Linked DNA regions of Triticum aestivum: region 1 is linked to region 2. A link is a contact called in public Hi-C data. All regions are on one chromosome and are shown on one strand. The core of a region is the stretch at or near the end of the contact, and the rest is flanking DNA. Distances in the headings are between cores, read along the strand shown.

Evidence for each region. A called contact is a pair of places that touch in the nucleus more often than the background predicts.
Region 1: a Hi-C map of leaf shows a contact between it and region 2, with 3 times the contacts expected there. The contact joins the promoter of LOC123145547 here to the promoter of LOC123145546 in region 2. A contact is called at or near these places in 3 of 5 Hi-C or Micro-C datasets (all in leaf).

The regions. Positions count from the first base shown.
Region 1 is chr6D:423,824,283-423,827,269 of IWGSC CS RefSeq v2.1, reverse strand. LOC123145547 (probable histidine kinase 6) reads left to right here and starts at 1,662. Exons shown (of 11, transcript XM_044564978.1): 1 at 1,662-2,876. The coding sequence starts at 2,556.
Region 2 is chr6D:423,680,749-423,683,782 of IWGSC CS RefSeq v2.1, reverse strand. It overlaps LOC123145546 (endoglucanase 7), which reads left to right and starts at 1,276. Exons shown (of 4, transcript XM_044564977.1): 1 at 1,276-2,158; 2 at 2,692-2,892. The coding sequence starts at 1,676.

The DNA.
Region 1 (2,987 bases), core at 413-2,912, 140 kb before region 2:
GGTATGCTCTCCTCTTCCTAGTCCTTTCCTTGCTACGGCCATGAGACTTCGACCTTGTATATGTTTGCATGTTCACTTGTTGTTGATCATGTGGTGTAGGCATTTCAAACTTTGGAGGCATTCAAGGCCCGACACAATGACAAGCCATTCACTCTTACGCATTGTTGGACGATCATCAACAATTGCCCTAAGTTCAAGGACCAATACCGTGAAGTTCAAAGGAAGAGAGGCTTGAAGACGGCCAAGTTCGCCGGAGGTGGAGATGGCGAGGCGTTGAAGAGGCCGAGGGGCAAGACCAACTCCAAGGTTGACGACATACGTGATGCCTCATCCATGGCATTGCATGGCACTTTGCATGGCATGATGTCTCAAAAGGATGTGAGGGACGAGAAGAAGCGGCAAAGCAAGGACGAGCAAATGAAGCAATACCTAGACCTTCAAAGGAAGAAGCTTGAGATGGAGGAGGCGGCCAAGAGGAGGAAGATCGACATGGAGGAGACGGCCCGGCAAAGGCAACTCGACATGGAGGAGGCGGCCAGGCAAAGGCAGCTCGACATGGAGGAGGCGGCCAGGCAAAGGCAGCTCGACATCGAGGCCGACAACGTCAAGGCCAGGCAGAGGCAGCTCGACATCGAGGCCACCAATGCCGCCACCAAAGCGAAGGAGGTGGCCCTTGCGATCATGAGCGTGGACTTGTCGAAGATGAGCGAGAAGACGAGGGCCTGGTTCGAGGCCAGGCAGAAGGAGATGCTCGACGCCGAAGGCCTGAACTAGGTCGTCCGATCGGCCGTGGCCGTTCTTTTTGGAGGCTGGCATGGGTGCCGCCCGCCCGCTGGGCCGCTGGCTGTGTGCCGGCGAGGAAAACATTCATTTTGGAGGCCGGCTGTGTTGCCGGCGATGACAACTATTCATTTTGAAGGCTGGCTGTGTTGCCGACCGCTGGCTGAGTTGCCGACATGAACTGGGGCCGCTGGCCTGATGAACTAGGGCTTGGCATTTGAAAGTTGCTCCTTTTTTAAAATACAGAGCCGGACAGGATGGGGCAAACGGATGCGTCCGCGCGCTGGGCGCACGGCCACCGCATCCCAGGACACGCCCGAACACGACCCCATTGCCCTACCCAAACGGACAGAATCCAGATAAAACGGACATCCGTTTGGGGTCGCGCGGTGAAGTTGGCCTAACCCCCCGTGTTGAACATTTTGACGTCCAATCACGTAAGAAAACCCACGCATCATGACACGACGCCATCGTTTTCTCTCGAGGCGACCGGCCCGATCGCGCCACCCATCGCCGTAGCGAGACCACTTTAGCTTGCGTGTGGATGGAGGAAGGAAACCAAACCAAACCAGACCACGCTGTCTTGAGCCGGCGGAGCCCAGGAGGGCGACGAGGTGAACAAGGGAACAAAAAGGAGAGCCATCCGAGACCGATGTAGGGGGGCGGCCGTTTCTTTCGCTTTGCTTCTGCTTCCGGCCGTGGCCGTGTGTGTGTTTGTGTGTGGATCGGACGGACCACGGGTGGGTTCGGCCGCCCCGCACTCCGCCCCGCGCCACGTGACCCAAAAGGACTCCGCGGGTCGCTGGCATTGGCACCCCCTACTCCTACTGGCTGGCTCTACCTCGCTAGCAGCCGCAGCCGCAGCCGCAGCCACCCCACCCGGCTTCTTCCTCTCCCCCCCTCCCTCCCCGCTGGCCTGCCTGGTTGGTTCCCTCCTCCCCCGCCACGGTCGCTGTCGCAGGATCGCCACCACCGAGCCCCCACTGCCGCCACCCGTAGCTCTCTCTCCAGCCTCCAGCTCCAGCAGATCAGCAGCAGGAGTAGGCCGCAGCGGCAGCGTCTGCCCAGCTCCGCCGCTTCCGCCGTCGATCTCGGCCAGCCTTCCGCCCCCTCCATTCCACCGACCCACCCACCAAAAAGAGCCCCTACACGCCGCCGCCCGAGGCTAGCTAGCCCGCCCGCTCGCTCCCTCGCTTCGTGAGCCGCGCGCGCGCGGTCGCCGCTCCAGCATCGCAGGAGGCCGGGCCTGTGGCTGCGAGGCTCGCGGCGCTCAATTGGCTTGCCGGGGGACGCCACGCCACGCCACGCGGCGGGCCTTGTCCAGAATATTTGCCGCACGGAAAAAGCTAGTAGTAGAGCTAGCGAGCGAGCTTGGTGCGATTCCTCCCCAGTTTTTAATTGGCTTCGGCAGCAGCGCCAGCCAACGGCGAGCCCGCCCGCCCACCAGCCGGAGGTAGGGGAGGAGCACTGGAGTAAAGAGGCGCCGCGGCCCGGGGATTTTATTAATGCGGCTTAGCGAGCGGGCGGGCTAATTATTTTAGCGCCGCTGTCTCGGCTGGGAACTCGCGAAAGCTCGGCTCTTTTGAGGTCGCCCCTGCCCCCGCTCGCCGCCTCCTCCGCCCAACCCCTCCGCGCCGCGCTCCCGCACTCTCTCCCTCCCGCTGGGACTGGGAGCACTTGTTTTCTTCTGGGTACCAGTGCGGGTGTGCTTTCGCTGGGGCCGGGGCCGGTGGTCGTCGCGCATTCCCACAAGCATATGGTGCGCATTGTGGGGGATGGGGAGTAGTAGTAAATTGGGGGAAGGCATGGAGGAGAAGGGGGGCAGGGTGGGGATGGGCAAGTACGCGGCCAGGCGGGGCTGGAGGCGCCTGGCGGCGGTGGCCTGGCTGGTGGCGGCGGTGGCCTGCTCGGCCGCCGTGCACTGGCAGCTGCGCCGGGAGACCATGGAGCGCGCCGAGGAGCGGCTCGTCAGCATGTGCGAGGAGCGGGCCAGGATGCTGCAGGAGCAGTTCGGGGTCACCGTCAACCACGTCCACGCGCTCGCCATCCTCATCTCCACCTTCCACTTCGAGAAGAACCCCTCCGCCCTCGACCAGGTGAGCAAGCAACACAAACGAGCAACATAATAGGGATTGCCGATTTGTTTCTTCCTCTTCCTCCTCGATGCATTCGTTAATTCCCAGGATGCATTCATTCGTTCATTCCCA
Region 2 (3,034 bases), core at 27-2,526:
AAACCTTGTTGTAATAAAAAGTCGGGAAGTCGTCGTGCTAAGGCCCCAAAGGACCAGCATACCAGAGCAGCAACCATCGTCGATGAAGAGAGTTGTAGATCGGAAAGATCAAACCTGGAACCACATGAACGAAGACGAACAAAAACTGGATCCAAATAGATCCAGCGAAGACTAGCACCGACCGAATCCCATGAGATCCGACGGAGACACACCTCCACACATCCTCCGACAACGTTATTTGCATCATCGGGACGGAGATAGGACATAGGATACATTATTCCTACCTAGGGACATCGCCACCGCCACACAGCCCCAACCAAGATGTTCAACCTAACAAAAACGAGAACGGAGTCCCTTCCGCCGGCGGGTGGCCGAGATCCTCCGCACCTCCACAACCCAAAGGCCGCCGGAGGTGGGGCGGATCGATGGCGGCGCCGACGAGCGGACGAAGAACTGTTGATCATTGACAGTAGTACCTGGCTAGCTCAACCTAATAATCATCTTGCTAGCATTAGCAATCGATCTAGTGGTGGATGCATGTAGTAGTACTGTATTATCATCGCGAAGCATGCTGCAACCGTCAGCTGACTACACGATTGACCAACCGATCGTGGAGAAACATGCTCGCCCCCGACAAAACATGCCCCGCCCCGGCGGCCGGCCGGAACAATAATCCCACGGCACACACAAAGCTTATAATTTGCCTATAGTTAAACGTACGTCAGCCAACCACTTATAACTACCGCGTAACGTGTACCGCATTATCACTAATAGTATGTTTTTCATATTGCAGAGGCCCGGGGGTTTAATCTCCTTTTCAAAACAAAAAAAACTAATATGTTTTTCCACGGGAGGTGGAAAGAGAGAGAAAAAAAACGGGTCTTTTTATTTGACCGACCGCCTGAGCTAGATAGCTTGCCTGCTAAGATTTCACGGTGAAATGAAAGCTGTTACAGGCCACGGGCCGGCCGGTCGATCGACCGGCGACTTGGCCCGAAGGAGCTACGCCGGTCGCACGCGTGCTTCGGCCATGTGTTGGTACCTGGCGGTACGTGTCCGGCTGGCCCCAACCGACTCACGTGTACACGCGCGCCCGCTCTGAAAAAAACACGTAACGCGTCCCGGTCAAAATCTGCTCCGCTGCCTCCCTCCCTCCCTTGCGTGCGTCGTCGCTAACCCAGAACCCAACCCAACCATCCCAATCACGACCTCACCAAACAAACCATACAAAACCCGAACGAGTCCACCCCCTCCAACTCCAAAACGCAGCTTCGCTCCCTCGCTCGCTCGCTCATATTTGCATCGTTTCTTTCCTGCCTGCCTGCCTGCTCCTCTCTTGCTATCTACTACCTCTCGAGTTTTATATTCCCCCGGCCCGGCCCGGCCGCCGAACCGGTTCAACGCGGTGCGCGTGCGTGTGCTGGACCCGGACGCCGGCCGCGAATATAAGCGCGCCAGCCCACGGCCTCAGGTCGGAGGACACTGCCCCGCCCTGCTCTCCACACAGCACACAACGGCGCGAGAGAGATCACACACACAAACACAAACACCTACGCTCGCACACAGGCTAAGCTAGCAGAGCCGGCAGAGGGCGGCGCGGCGGTGATCACAGGGCGCGCCCCGGGCACGCACAAGCGAAGGCACACCAACAATCCGAGTAGCATCTTCTTGCGCAATGAGATCAGGGAGCGCCGCGGCCGCCGCCGTAATCTTGTCTCGACGGCTCGGAGCCGTGTTGCTGCTGGTGCTGCTTCTGATCGCGGCAACGGCGGCGGCGGCGGAGGGGAGCAAGAGCGGGAGCGGCGACGGCAAGGCGCACAACTACGAGGAGGCGCTGCGGAAGAGCCTGCTCTACTTCGAGGCGCAGCGGTCGGGGCGGCTGCCGCACGGGCAGCGCGTGCCGTGGCGCGACCACTCGGGCCTCACCGACGGCCTGGAGCAGGGGGTGGACCTGGTGGGCGGCTACTACGACGCCGGCGACCACGTCAAGTTCGGCCTGCCTATGGCCTTCACCGTCACCATGCTGTCCTGGAGCATGCTCGAGTACGGCGCCGACGTCGCGGCGGCCGGCGAGCTCGCGCACGCGCTCGAGGCCATCAAGTGGGGCACCGACTACTTCATCAAGGCGCACACGCAGCCCGACGAGCTGTGGGCCGAGGTACGTACGTACGCAGCACTCCACGAGCCGGCCGACGGCGGCGATCGTGCGTCACCTCCATCCATGATCCATCCCCTGGCTAGCTCATAGCTGTGTTCAGATACGATCGATCATGACATGCAGCATGAGATGAGACCGACCGGTTCCAAGCTAGCTGTTGCGCACGCAAGCCAGCGATCGTTCCAAGAAAGAGAGAGACCAATTCAATTATGCACACCTTGCTAGCTTGTTGCACTTTGATCAATTAGATTCTTCATTTACATACTATACAAAATCTTTTATGTACGAATAACAATTATATAGATATAGGAGTATTTTCTGGTTAGGGGAGAAAAGAAAAAGGTTCTTTTCTGGTGAATAACAACAAGCGTGTTAGGTAGGCGGCCAGTTTGATTTGATGAACGTACGTACCAACGAACGGCAGCACTAAACTATTTTCTCCCACACATGGCGTGCATATGTTTCACAGCTTCGTTGGTCGTCCATGATGCACCAGAGCCGTCGGATTAATCGCCTAGCTTTTTCTTGAACAGGTGGGGGACGGCGACACGGACCACTACTGCTGGCAGCGGCCGGAGGACATGACGACGTCGCGGCAGGCGTACAAGGTGGACCGCGACCACCCGGGCTCCGACGTCGCCGGCGAGACGGCCGCCGCCATGGCCGCCGCCTCCATGGTCTTCCGCAAGTCCAACCCGCACTACGCCCACCTCCTCCTGCACCACGCCCAGCAGGTAACACCACGCTGCCTCATGTGCATACACACAGCGTGTACGTTGACGTAGTGCTACATGCAAAGTCTCATGTGGAAAAATGAGAGAAAAATATCGGTGCGAGTTTGGAGCATAGCGTACGTAGCACCAGTCTGTCTGCGTA